3 separate regions of the Danio rerio genome follow, and regions 1 and 3 are each linked to region 2. The links are chromatin contacts, called in public HiCAR-type and Micro-C maps. All regions are on one chromosome and are shown on one strand. The core of a region is the stretch at or near the end of the contact, and the rest is flanking DNA. Distances in the headings are between cores, read along the strand shown. Region 1 holds the start of maml3 (mastermind-like transcriptional coactivator 3). Region 2 overlaps maml3 (mastermind-like transcriptional coactivator 3). Region 3 holds the start of scoca (short coiled-coil protein a).

What was found. A called contact is a pair of places that touch in the nucleus more often than the background predicts. HiCAR-type assays count read pairs that join an accessible place to other places.
Region 1: a Micro-C map of caudal fin shows a contact between it and region 2, with 9 times the contacts expected there. The contact joins the promoter of maml3 here to the enhancer-like site in region 2. A contact is called at or near these places in 5 of 18 Hi-C or Micro-C datasets (caudal fin, embryo, hematopoietic stem cells and 2 more) and 3 of 4 datasets of contacts at active chromatin or transcription factors (caudal fin, gastrula embryo and pancreas).
Region 3: a contact with region 2 is called in a HiCAR-type map of caudal fin, with 8 times the contacts expected there. The contact joins the promoter of scoca here to the enhancer-like site in region 2. A contact is called at or near these places in 5 of 18 Hi-C or Micro-C datasets (caudal fin, embryo, fibroblasts and 1 more) and 2 of 4 datasets of contacts at active chromatin or transcription factors (caudal fin and embryo).

The regions. Positions count from the first base shown.
Region 1 is chr1:43,618,295-43,623,090 of GRCz12tu, forward strand. It overlaps maml3 (mastermind-like transcriptional coactivator 3), which reads right to left and starts at 2,737. Exons shown (of 6, transcript XR_012407336.1): 1 at 1,816-2,737.
Region 2 is chr1:43,441,574-43,446,175 of GRCz12tu, forward strand. It overlaps maml3 (mastermind-like transcriptional coactivator 3), which reads right to left. Exons shown (of 6, transcript XR_012407336.1): 3 at 74-343. Among named protein-coding and RNA genes, the nearest start is that of vwa10.2, 35 kb to the left of the region's middle. Within about 2 kb of position 1,843, at least 16 of the 62 cell types and tissues checked have an H3K27ac peak or open chromatin away from gene starts, as enhancers often do. A contact at or near this core is called in caudal fin, where this site is marked.
Region 3 is chr1:43,661,868-43,666,842 of GRCz12tu, forward strand. It overlaps scoca (short coiled-coil protein a), which reads left to right and starts at 2,268. Exons shown (of 4, transcript NM_001077559.1): 1 at 2,268-2,454. The coding sequence starts at 2,391.

The DNA of each region.
Region 1 (4,796 bases), core at 1,487-3,986, 180 kb after region 2:
TGTAAGACACTTAAAAATATATGTTGTATATTAAGTTATATGATGAGACTTTTCCACACAAATAATGGAGTTTTAAGATGTTACATTAAAAACAATGTACAAAAATAAGCTTAGTGAAAATAAATAAATTAGCTCAAATTAAACTGACATGCAAATAAAAGCTATATGCCAAAATAATAAAAATAAATAATGCTGAAACAACACTGTAAGAGACCGATGTAGTGAATGATGCATATAGTGACAACACCAAGAGTCCTTCACTTAAGCAAATCAGACAAAAAAAGTGGAGAAAGTAGATGAACGTCACATATAATGTGTCTGAACTGTCCACTACTGATTAGATCATATATTTTAATACATTGGGTAAACAAGGCCTATGAGAGAAACACTAACAGATTCCAGAACCTCAAGACTGCAAGGTCTTCCCTTATCTCACAGGGTTAAGATAAAAAGTCAACACCGACACTGGTTTCAAACCCTACTGTCATGACAAAGGCTACAAGATTAGCTTAGCTAACACATTCATCTTTAAAACGTAACAAACAAACGTTATTTAACTTCTAATAGACCATTAAAATGCGTAATTTTCCAAAGTGACAGTTCCAAAATCTGAAAGTCAAAGCTAACATCCTAGGTGTTGGCTTGGGTGCCATTTAAAACAATTAGCACGATGGAGTGAAATTGTTATTTACCCACGTTAGCCTACTGAATATAACTGTATGTAGCCAGAAAGCGTGCATCCACGCGCGTGCAGCTATTTCCTCACAAAAAAATGCTGCCTACATAGGCGGCTCGCTAGGATTTGACACACATCCATTGTGTGGGGTCTGAACCCAGACACACACATAAGACCCTAACTCGACTTGATACAGCCACCTAGCTGCAGCACGGCGCTTATGTGGAGAAAACACGGAGAAACGGAAAGGCTGCGGTCTCTTTAAATCGCAATACCTTCGATGTGAAGCGTTTGCTGCTTATAAACCGGCTTACAGTAACATCCACACCGCACCGAGGGGGGTCGACGACACCGGCCATTAACGCTTTAAAACTACCGATGTCACCCTCAGAAATCGCAGACACTTAGCATTTCAAAGAGGACTGACACAAAAGACAGCGACACGAAGCTCTCCTGCAGTGGCTTGAGATTCGAGTGACCGATTTTAAAGCTGCAACTTTTCTGTGGTGGCATCTTGATCTTAGCATGCAGATAAACATGTATGTGCATTCGTTTCCTTCCTTTTTTTCTTTCAACAAATATCGCACCGAACAGTTACACTGCACACACACGCATGCCTAACTAGCAGGAAGAGAGAAAGAGAGGGATGTGAAATAAACGCAAAACATTAGCATCTTTTCAAACAGCGCGCCTAAAAGGAAACTGAAACTGGCACGACTCGCCATGTGTACCGTCGCGCTTCTCAGCAAAACAATACACGATAATACACATTCGCACAGTGTAGCTAGCAAGCTGATCTCGATTTTCAACCCCAATTATGTTTCCCAAACATGAAACACGGCTGAACTGCAAATAGTAAGTAGGAGGAGATCAAATGACATCATCAACTACTACATAACTTTAAACAAGGCTGCACAGAAAAGTGGTAAAACGCCTCCAAAGTCACGAGAAGCACTTTCACAAACGGTTTAATCAAGTTATGCTTTGATTGAAGTAACCAAAGTGTAAAAAGCACAAACGCCGAGCTAAAGTTTAATCACAACGAGTCTATGACCCAAACAAACACTGTTCATGTCCAAACACACACAGACACACAGAAGGAGAGGAGTCGGGCAGCCCATGGAGAGAGCTGAACTCACCGCGATCAGGGTGCTGTTCCTCTGCTCGGCGCTCGCGCTGGAGTCGGGCTCTTGTTGCTTGCTCTGCTGTTTGCTGTTGTTGGATTTCTTGGCCCGCTGCTCTAAACTCCGCTGGTAGAGGCTCACGGTCTCCCGGCGGTCCAGCTCCAGCTGCTCGGCGTGCGCCTGCTGGTATCGGCTCTCGCAGTTGACGTGGTGCCGCCGACAGCCCTCGATCCGCTGGCGGAGCCGCTCCACCACCGTGCTGTGCTTCGGTATGTTACCGCCGCCGGTGCTGCCGCTGTTGGCTGCATTAATGGCAGAGTTTAAGTTCACGTTACTGTTATTAATGCAAATGCCGCCGCCGGTCGGTACGGCAGCGGGGCTGGCAAAATCCCCCATCATCTGTGATTCGGGAAGAACTTTGTCAAGCCCCCCTGACTCTCTCTCTCTCCCCTCTCCAAAGCGGGGCAGAAGTCCGCTTCGCCAGGGAGCCAGATACAGTGAAATAGTGAGGAAAGAAGCGTTCAAACGAGCGTAAATCCCTCCTCCGGGAGGATCGCCGTGTCAACCATTCAATAGACAACAGTGCGGGACCGCGGAGGCGACCGGGGCTGCTACTCTCTCGCCGCTACTGGAGCTCCATCAAACATCCGGATGTTACTCGCAACCATCACGCACAAGCACCGCTGCTGCGAGCCCGTCGTTTTATTGTGTTGTCCTTCTGAAAAAAGTTTTGCCGTCTGCTGCGAACAGGCTCCGGAGTTGTTTCGTGAACTTGCATTTCATTAGTTTGGCCGGCGAAAGCCTCCCCGAGCGCGAACAAGGTGTGCAGTTCGTTAAAGTCCCGATGGCTGGAGAGGAAATCCTACAGTCGCCAGTGTGTACGGCAGCTGCCACCATCACAATAATCAAGCGCTCCCCTCCTCCATGCTAGCGGAGTGATATCAGGACAACAGCCGAGCGAAGAGCAGCCACCAGCCGGAGAGCAGCCGTCAGCTTCGCGCAAAACACGGACGGGATTCCAGTGCTCTCTGGACGCGGAGTCACGTTCACTTCACGGGAGGCAAACGGCAGAGCGGTATGGTGCTTTAGCGGCGGGTTACGGTACTGCAGCTGATGCTCGAGGAGGAGGAGGAGGAGAGCACAAAGCGCTGTCGGCGGAGGATTGAGGAGAAATGAGGGGTGAACGTATTTAAAGCATCAAAGAATATAATTTACAACAATGAACATTTAAGTGAAAATTATTTTGTTTATAAAAAATTAATTATTTGTATTGTTGTTATTGTTATGATTATTATATGTTTTATTAGTATTCTTAATAAATCAGTGTTTCTCAACCACGTTTCTGGAGGAACACCAGCTCTGCACATTGCACACTGATTCAGATCATCAGCTCATTAGCAGAGACTAAAAGACCTGTAATGGGTGTGACAGACAAAGGAGACATTCAAAACATGCAGTGCTGGTGGTCCTCCAGGAGCATGGTTGAGAAACACCATTAAATGTTATTTAATGACTTAGCCTCTTTATTAATCAGAGGTCACCCCAGTGGAACAAACTGTCAACTTATCCAACTTGTTTTACGCAGCGGATGCCCTTCCAGCTGCAACCAACACTGGAAAACACCCATACACTCTTGCATACACACTTATTCAATATACTGTCAATCTAGCCTGTTAAATTCACCTATAGTGCATGTCTTTGGACTGTCTGGGAAACCGGAGCACCCGGAGGAAACCCACGCCAACACGGGGAAAACATGCAAACTCCACAAAGAAATGCCAACTGACCCAGCCGGGGCTCGAACCAGCAATCTTCTTGCTGTGAGGTGATCGTGCTACCCACTGTGCCACCATAACGTTTATTATTATCATAAATAACAATGCATAATATTAATTTGAATTATATATTTATTATAAGTAGCAGTAAATTAATGCAATTGATTATATTATCATATATACTATTTTAATAATTCATATTTGTGTAATATGTTGCTGTGGTTGTTTTTATTATTATTAAATATTTATACACACATATATTTGTATTTAAATGAAAACAGAAGGGCAAACGAAAACCTTTAAAATGAATGTTAGATCATTTTAAACTGTATTGTACACTCTCTGAAAAAACAAGAGCTGTCACTGGGGTGGTACCGTTTCAAAAGACACTCATTTGTACTTAAAGGGGCCATATTGGTACCCCAAAAGCTTACCTAAACATTTTAAGAGGTAAACTTTTGTACTATCTACTAATATGTACACTTGAGGTATTTAGACATTCTTCAGGTACAAATGTGTAGCTTTTATAAAAAAACCACCCGAGTGACAGCTCTCGTACCTTTATTTCTGGGAGTGTATGTTGATCTGATCAGTGTTTTGGTGTGTTTTTCACACCACTGTATTGGAGCATAAAACTTATATATTTGTTAAACCTTTTATAGAAACTTCATTTTAAAAAAAGTGTTTAATTAATCATTTTAGCTGCTATTGTGAATACTTTTTACGTTAATTATACCGTTTTCTTTTCCTAAAGTGTTAATTGTCCAAACAGACTGTTTTCCATCTATTTGGCAATACAGGAAAGGTCTTTGTGAGTATCGTATCATGCTTCTGCTTGTGTCCACTATAGCTTTATCTTCACAGATTATCCTCTCAGTTATAACCAGCAATTGCTTTTTGCCTTTCAGAGTTCACTTTAAAGATATTGGCGCTCAAGCAAACTGTTGTTATGTGTATGTGTGTGTTGTGTGCGTGCGTGCATAATACACACGTCTTTAACACTGTCAGAAGAAAGTAACAGGATCAGGTGAGGCCCCGAAGCACTGACTGCACTCACTAAATGATGATGAGGGGATTGGCCGGTTTTGTAAGTGTATGTGTGTGTGTGTGTGTGTGTGTGTGTGTGTGTGTGTGTGTGTGTGTGTGTGTGTGTGTGTGTGTGTGTAATTGTGAAAAAGTGCTGCTGCCCAGTCTGGTTTGCTGAGTGTGGCTAAAACGGAT
Region 2 (4,602 bases), core at 593-3,092:
CTCCAGCACACAAGAAGCGTTATTTCTTACAGAGAAATGTGAAGTAGAAAGAGAATCCAGCGCTGTCGCTCACCTGTTCTGCCAGCATGTGTTGCTGCTGCTGCTGCTGTCTCTGTTCTCTCATTAGCTGCGCTTTCTGCTGCTGCTCCATCAGATGAAGCTGGACCCTCTTCTCCTGCTCCATCGCCATCATCTGCTTCATCATGGCCGCCTGCTGTTGCTGCTGTGGATTGGGCAGATAACCGCCAGGCCCCGCCCCATTAGGCCCTGCTGGGGCCACACCTCCTGGTCCTCCATGAGGTGGCTGAACTCCACCGGCTTGTCGTGGCAGTCCAACTACTTCCTACAAGAGCAAGTAGAGTGAATATCAATTATAGAGCAGTCCATTATTTGGTGGTTGCAGAGTCTGTTTCCAAACAGGTTTCTATAACACCTCCCTCCATACAGCATCTGTTAATGCAAACAGGTTTCCTGAACACTCGGTGGGAATCCACACAAAAAGTCCTTCCACTAAGCTTACACCATTGGTTAAGAATACAGATATAATAACTGACAATCTATTGAACCAATTATTGATACACAATAACGTTTTTATTGCTTCTTGTATGCGATAACACATATTTTCAGGGGGAACTGTCATCAGGTGAACCAACCACAAGCAACTAGTTTAACTGATAAACTCATAATGTAGTGCTGTTTAAAATTTGGGGCCATTATAGTATTGTAATGAATTTGTTTTTATTTAGAATGACTAAATTAAATAGATCAAACATGACAATCAAGACCTATAATGTTAAAACACTTCAAACAATCAGACTTTAAACTTAAAAATATATGAAAAAAGGAAGAAAATATATAATAAAATAGGAAAAACAACTTCAAACGGTAAAAATATTTAACAAGATTACTGTTTTTCATAATTTTTTAAATAGAATAATTTTCGGTTACACATTTAAATAAAACAACACCATGTGTCCTTTCCATTTTTAGATTTTTACAAATATTTTCTATTCAACGATGACTGTAAAACCCAAATAAATAAAAATACTATTTTGTAATGTCATAACGTAAATTTAGTAATCATTTATCAAAGTTTCCAAATGCTGTGGAGACCTCTTTCTTGTGTTGGTGAGTTAGAAAGAAATACCCTATTAATGGTGGTCAAGATGATCTAAAATGACCTAAAACATAGGTCTCAATGTCAATTCCTGGAGGGCCGCAGCTCTGCAGTTTTGGTCCAACCCCAATCGAATACAGCTTATCTAAAAAAAATCAAGGTGTTCAAGACTATGTGGGACTTTTAAGCAGGTGTGATTTGCAGGTGATTGGAGCTGAAATCTGCAGAGTTGTGGCCCTCTAGGAATTGAGTTTGAGACCACTGACCTAAACAAATAGTCTTGTCTGAGACTATTTAAACTAAGATTCAAAACAATCAAGACACAACAAGGACATGTTTATGGACAAAGACAACCAGAAACAAGAGAACAAGAGAACAGTGAGTTAAAGTTAAAGGAGGATGGGATGGGGCAAACTGAACTCAAACTCATATCCTCCGTACAAGCACCCCACAGCACAATCACTAACCGAAAGGCCATGACTTCAATCTGAGGCAATCATTTTATTTGAAGCACTCCACGAGGCTTTTACAACAGCATAAATAATGAAGCCCAAACATGCGCACGCCACAGGAGACTGTTCAGATAAATCTAGACCAGACCGGTCAATGAGCACAAATCTGTGTGTAGACAGCTGGATCTCTTCTGTTAACCAGTCATGCTGTCCAAACGAGAGCCGATCGGCACGTACGTATCAGTGTAGAAGCTGGACAGGCCAGAGGGGGGCAGTGTTGATCTTTTTTTCCCCATTCCTTTCCTTGTCTTTCTCTCACTCCCTCTTTTCGAGTTGTCATCTATCTCTATTTCTTCCACCTCTGTGCCCATGTCTCCATTCCGTTCTCCGTCTTTCCCTCCTTCCTCCAGATTTCCCTTTACCTCCTCTCTTTTTCTTCTCTTTCACCCTCACCGCCTTACATACTCTTTTTCATTACGGTCCCCCTCATCCCCCCCTCTCCCTTCAGCTCTCTCTGCAGATGGCTTAATCATGAGTGGTGTAAAAGATGTGTCTCCTTCTTCCTGCCGGATAATGTGTGTGAGCCAAAGACTCCTCAGCCGAGCATGGAAAGAGAGAGATGAGGGGTGAGAGAAAAGGACTCAAATGACAGAAAAAAAAACATTAAAGAGAGAGAGGGAGAGAAAAAACAGGAAAGAGAGACTGACAGATAGAGAGAGAGAGCAGGTAGCCAGGCAACAGTGGCTATAATGTTGAGCAGATGGTGCTCATAGGAGCCATGATGGACGACAGCGGGCAGCAGCCGAGAGAGAGAGAGAGCGCAGCGTAAATTAAGTCTCTCTCTTTTATCCTTTCTTCCTCCTTTTTCTGTCTCCATCGCCGATTCCATCTTCATCCTTTTCCCTTCATTCACACGTGTGAACCACTCGTGTTCCTTACTTGCACATTTTCATCTTAAACTATTAGCTCAATCTTAAAGACAGTTGAAAACAACTCAATGCAAATGCAATGTTCTGTGTCACAATATGAAAAAAGAATGTCTACGGAATGATTATTGATCTTGAAAGTGTTTTTGAAAGGTGCTGTGTATATTCTGCATCACTAGCAACACCAACATTACTTGGTGGTCATAGGGTCTGTTTCCAAACAGGTTTCTACAGTACTCCATACAGCCGTGTCAATGAAAACAGGTTTCCTCAACACCTGGTGGGAGTTCACACAAAAAGTCTCACCCCTAAACCCACACCACTGGTTAGGCACACTGATAGTAGGTAACTTTCACCAGTGGTCATTCACACAGATAACCCCACCCCCAACGTACACCAATGGTTAGGCATACAGATGGTTCCACCCTCAATTAATACTATCGGTCAGATACACAGATAGTCCCACCCTCAACTTGCACTACTGGTCAGGTACACAGTTAGTCCCACCCTCAACTAACACTATTGGTCAGGTAGACATAGTCCCACCCCCAACTTACACCAGTGGTCAGGCATACAGATAGTCCCACCCCCAACTTACACCAGTGGTCAGGGGACAGGGTCAGTGGTCAATAAGGCATAAAGAAAGTGCTACACTCAATTTATACAATTAGTCAGGTACACAGATAGTCCCACCAGAAATTACATTATTGGTCAGGTACACAGATGCTCCCACCCTCAACTTACACTACTGGTCAGGCATACAGATAATTCCACCACCAATTTACACCAGTGGTTAGGAATACAAACAGTTCCACACTCAATTCACACCATTGGCCAGATAAACAGATAGTCCCACCCTAAACACACACTATTTGACAGGTACAAAGCTAGTCCCACCCCCAACTTACACCAGTCATCAGGCATACAAATAGCTCCATGCTCAATTCACACCATTGGTCAGATACACAGAAAGTTCCACCCTTAACTTACACTATTAGTCAACAACACAGATAGTCCAACCCTCAACTTGCATTATTTGTCAGGCATACAGATAGTCCCACCCCCAACTTACACCAGTGGTCTGGCATACAGGTAGTCCCACCCTTAACTTACACCAGTGGTCAGGCATACAGATAGTCCCACCCCCAACTTGCACAAGAGGTCAAGCTTACAAATAGTCCCACTTCCAACTTACACCAGTGGTCAGGCATACAGATAGTGCTACACTCAATTTATACCATTGGTCAGACACACAGGTAGTCCCCCCTCAACTTACATTACAGGTCAGGCATACAGATAGTCCCACCCCCATTTTACACCAGTGGTCAGGAATACAGATAATCCCACCCACAACTTACACCAGTGGTCAGGCATACAAATAGTTCCACGCTCAATTCACACCATTGGTCAGATACACGGAAAGTTCCACCCTCAACTTACACTATTAGTCAACAACACAGATAGTCCAACCCTCAACTTGCATTATTCGTCAGGCATATAGATAGTCCCACCCCCAACTTACACCAGTGGTCAGGCATAAAGATAGTCCCACCCCCAACTTACACCAGTGGTCAGGCATACAGATAGTCCCACCCCCAACTTACATGAGTGCTCAGGCATAAAGATAGTCCCACCCCCAACTTACACCAGTGGTCAGGCATACAGATAGTCCCACCCCCAACTTACACCAGTGGTCATGCATACAGATAGTCCCACCCCCAACTTGCACCAGTGGTCATGCATACAGATAGTCCCACCCCCAACTTGCACAAGAGGTCAAGCATACAAATAGTCCTACTTCCAACTTACACCAGTGGTCAGGCATACAGATAGTGCTACACTCAATTTATACCATTGGTCAGGTACACGGATAGTTCCAGTTCCAACTTACACCATTGATTAGGCGCAAAGATCGGCCCACCCAAAAATTACAACACTGATTAGTCACACAGATATGTCAGCCTTAAAATACACCATTGGTTAGACAAGCTGAGGTAGTTTCACTTCAAACTCACACCGTTGCTTAGACAGTTCTACCCCAAACTCCCACCATTGGTCAGGCACACATATAGTCCCACCCTCAACTTACACCAGTGGTAAGGTACAT
Region 3 (4,975 bases), core at 1,018-3,517, 220 kb after region 2:
CAAGTGTAAGTACGCGTGATTAAAGTTGTTGCCTCACTTACTCTAGCTTGCAAATGTATTTAGATGTGATTTGCCACTTGTAACTGCGCGTACTGTATCAGGTTAACTCTTTATATTCTCATATCGCGTGTAAAGCCACGTTGAAAACTTGCCGCGTGCCGCTTTGCTTACGGACCTCCTCCAAGGAGGGTAATGTGTCTGTGTGTGTGTGAAAAGAGCAGGTGGAGTGTGACAAGCTAGGAGATCTCCTTGCCAGTTCTTGGAGTTTTTGCTAAATAAAATAGTTAGTCGTCTGTATTTTCAAGTCCATTGTCTCTATTTACATTCATCCCCTGGCAGCTAAACTCCACGCCTTACACTATGAAGCATGTATGCACTGTGACCGCTTTTATATTGTTGATTAGCTGCAGGGCATTTCACTCTGTCTCGCGCTGAAGGCAGTCAGTGTCGACCACTCGCAGCAGGCTGTCATCAGTTCAATCAGCGCAGATTAGCTTTGCGCTAAGGAGGGGTTTGGGAACAAATGAATCACTGAACGATTCATATGGGAGTCGCTGGGATAATTAGGTAAAAATAAATGCAGATTATAAGACCATAAAAGTGTTTTTGACCTTGCATGCATATTAGACTTTTGTTGGAGACCCTTAAAACCAAAATATGACCCTATTTCATGTATAATAGGGGCTCTTTATATTTCTCTCGCTCGTGCCATTCATGCCTGCTGTTCTCTTCTAAATCCACCAGAGGCTGCTGTCGACTAACTGTCTTACTGACTGACTGGCCACATAATTTGCGATCTCTCAGAGATTTCCAGAATGAGCCTATGTTCGAATTACCATGTAGGTTAAGACCAGGGGTTGGATCTTGTTGGGGTGGGCAAACAACATAACTCCGGGGCCCCTGCAGCGCGTGTGTTACCCCATTGGAATCCTGCACCACCCAACCGACTACAAGCTGGGACTGAACCGACGACCTTCTGCATGGGAGTCAGTTGCTCTAACATGGCCATGGCGTCTAGCGTCTGTCGCTAGAGCACCTTCAAGAGGTCAGAGGAGTGAGGTTTACCTGCACAGCACTTCACTATAAGCCCTGTATACTTGTATGTAATAAACTTCAAAACAATGCAAATCTAAAGCAGGTTGCACACCAAAAGCGCCGCTCGGCGGCCAGCGCCATGCATTTTAGAATTCTAAACATAGGATTCTATCAGGATACACACACCGGCGCCGCAAGTCGCTGGCTGTCGGCGGCGCCCGGCCATGGCTCAGGACGCAGTTCATTTTTCAGCCGCGCCACAGAGCGCCATCTGATTAGTTTCATGTTAAATATCATTCGAATGTGCGCGTCTGGTGTGCTGTACTTTAAACTGTCATGTGCGCGCTGTGTCGCGGTGCCGAGCGGCGCTTCTGGTGTGCGACCCGCTTAAGTTTGCTTCACACGTGTGAGTGAGCTGAACAAACCACTTGTTGGACACACAGGTGGTGTCTTGCTCACTATTAGTAATTGCCTACTACTAAAGCTTGAATTGACTATAAGATTGTTAGAAAAATGCGCTCAATATAGCATTAATGTGAGTAATATGAATCGAACACAGACTTACTACATCCACCATTTGTCATTCTCACATGACCAACCCCATGAGTTGCGTCAGTTCACTCCCATGGGATAGTGTAGCATCCATTGTATGCATTTCAGAATCTCGCCGGAAGCCATAGGTCATCCAGGTACTGGGTATCCAGGTAGGTCATTACCAGTTTTTTTTTTTCGAATACTAAAAATTTGGACATGGCCTACTCAGCTCGCATACTGTTTTTAATATACTAGTATGGAAGTATACAATTTTAGATGCAAATTCTTTTCGTTTTATGTTCACATAATGAAAAGGAAGCAAAAGCACACAAAAATCCATTATGATGCTAGTAACATAGAACCCACCTGTGTGATTTATTAATTAAATGTAAAAACGGCTTGCCATATTGCCATGTAAAACGTACTAAAGTTTTGTTCTTAAGAGGACATCGGATGCTTCCTTTAGATAATGTGTCGCTAAAGGCCGAATTAAATGAGACCAACCGCGAGTTTGAAGGAGTGTGAAAGCGGGGGTCTTTCTCTGTAATTTGAGAAAGTAAAGCAGTGAACTTTGGATCTCTCAGCAGGCGTCGCCCTCTGCTCTGCACCACCATTGTCACCTGAGTTGCCATACAGGTCCGGCTGGTAACCGTGGTGATGGTGAATAATTGAGAGGGTACGGCCGGGCAAACACACACACACACACACCGCTTCATGAGAGGAAAGACCGATTTTTTAACAGATATTTCTTCACTGTTTTATCATGTTGGGTTGTTGTTGCTAACTGCACGTACACACACATATCTGAGCACACGTCGGTCATGGAGGGCGACGTGGATGAAGATGATGGGACTTTTACTAACATCTCACTGGCTGATGATTCAGGTAAGACTCGTGATTAAGTTAATTTGTTTAAAAGCTGATCGGAAATCAGTTTTATGACAGTTTTAGGAACCGAGTAAGTGATGTAGTTACTGCAACCACACAGGTTTTTAAGTTGGCTACTTTGAACGAACAGTTAAAATAATAAGTTGCACACATTGTGTACATAAGGTTTGTTTTGCACTTAATGTGTACACTGTTTTTACACAACTGGGTAAAAGTCTAGAATTATTGACCATTTTAATTAATTTAATTCTTAATTCTTATGCTCTCCAATGAAAAACTGGGCTGTGGACAGCTGATAGTTTGACAGAGAACTCAGTTCATATAAAGCAGGGGTGCCCAAACTTTTTCCTGTAAAAGGCCAAAAACCAAACTTCTTTGAGGTCTGTGGGCCGTATATATACCAAACATTATTACATTAAATTTGCCAAGGGGAATTTCCTCATTTATTCTGTAGTGTTACAAAATAGAGAAAACTTTGCTTTAAATCATATTTAATATCTAATGCAGTATAATTTTTAACATTTAGTAATAAAATTATTACAGTAAAAACATAAACAATTCCATTTATAACACAATAAAGTTCGATGCTGAATAAACTAGTCAAGTGGCACCCGACTTTACCTTATTATACTTGAAATACAGGGGCAGATTAAACCAATAAGCAAGGTAGGTGGCCGCTTGTGGCCACAGGACATCTGGGGGCCCCTAATAAATATTTAGATGTATAAATTATACTTATAAACTATACATAACACTGTTTTCTATCATATTTTGTAGAGTGAAAGTCAAACAAATAAAATTTTATGTAATTAAATATGGGCGACACAGTGGCGCCATAGGTAGTGCTGTCGCTGGTTCGAGAATATATCAGTGAATATTGATTTAATATCTTGTTTTTAAAGGTCGTGAAATGAGAAACCGACTTAATTCACAGCAGTGGAAAACATATAAACTATTCATTCATTCATTTTCTTTTCGCCTTAGTCCTTTTAGTAATCAGCGGAATGAACCGCTAACTTATCCAGCACGTTTTTACGCAGCGGATGCCTTTCCAGCACGCAACCCATCTCCGGGAAACGTCGACACACACTCACTCACACTCACACACTTCGGAAAATTTAGCCAACCAAATTAACCTGTAACGTTTGTTTTTGGACTGTGGGGGAAACCGAACCACCCGGAGGAAACCCACCCGAACGCAGGGAGAACATGCCAACTCCACACAGAAACGGCAACTTATCCAACCAAGGCTTGAACCAGAGACCTTCTTGCTGTGAGGCGACAGCACTACCTACTGCGCCCCTGCGTTGCCCCATATAAACTATAATCTTAATAATTTGTCCCCTTCATAGTGCATGATTCCACTTACAGCAAGTAGTCATTATGTGTACAAGTGACAGATTTTATCTTTAGCATGTAGGGACAAGACATTTCAGATTCTGGAGAGCATTTGATTAGACAGAAGATCTTAAGAGAAGCTAAGGTGCAGATTGATGTCATCAAAACAGTTGATTCATATTGGTGGGAGTGAGAAACAGTAAGCTGGAATGAATATTTTCTAAATGCTAACATTAAGGCTAAATGCTAAGGCTAACATTTAGATGCTAAAAGCAAAAAAAATCATCAGAATAACACAGAATTTAATATTTCTGACATAAGTAGGCAAACAGAGTGGTTAAAGACATATAAAGCAGACCTGAACGTATAACCACTTGTTTTTAAAAAGCGGTGTAAGGAGTACAGTATATTCCCATGGCAGTTGAAGTCAGCACAATAACTCAAGCGCCTAAATGTTGTAGCGCTGTGCAGCATGTGGTTTTCTTGTCCAAATACAGGAATGAATGGAGAGGCGTTGTGTCAACACATGTCAGAAAGCTCACTTGCCATAAGAGGCAGTAAGTGTGTACAGTATAAGCCTGTGTGCAGAGACGAGTTCAGCGAGCGTGTGTGAATGCAGCCACTGTCAGAGCAGCAGAAGCAGAACAAAGGCTGCATATTTCAGATGACTCACGTCTACTCGGTTTTAAAGAGATAGTTCACCCAAAAATGAACATTCTGTCATTTACTCACCCTCGTGTCATTCCCACGCCTGTACGACTTTATTTCATCTGTACAACACAAAAAGAGATATTGGTGAGTGCAGACTAAGGCCTGATATTGCTTAAAAAAGGGTACATTTGAACATGTTACTGTTATTGACCGACAAAGCAGGCGATTCATAAAAAATATATCGCATTTTGACAATACAGCATGGTAGGCAGTCAGATTATATTCAATCAATCAACTTTTATGCATATACAGTTCAAACCAGAAGTTTACATACACTCTAAAAAAAAAAGAAGCATAACCATTTTTTTTAAATAATGTCCAATGTTAAATCATACTAAACGTTTACTATTTTAGGTCTGTTAGGATTAGCTAAATCATTTACATTTGTTAAATGCCGGAATAATGAGAGAATTTTTTTTTTGATAATTTTTTGTTTTTTATTAATTTCTAGAGTCGAAAATTTACATAC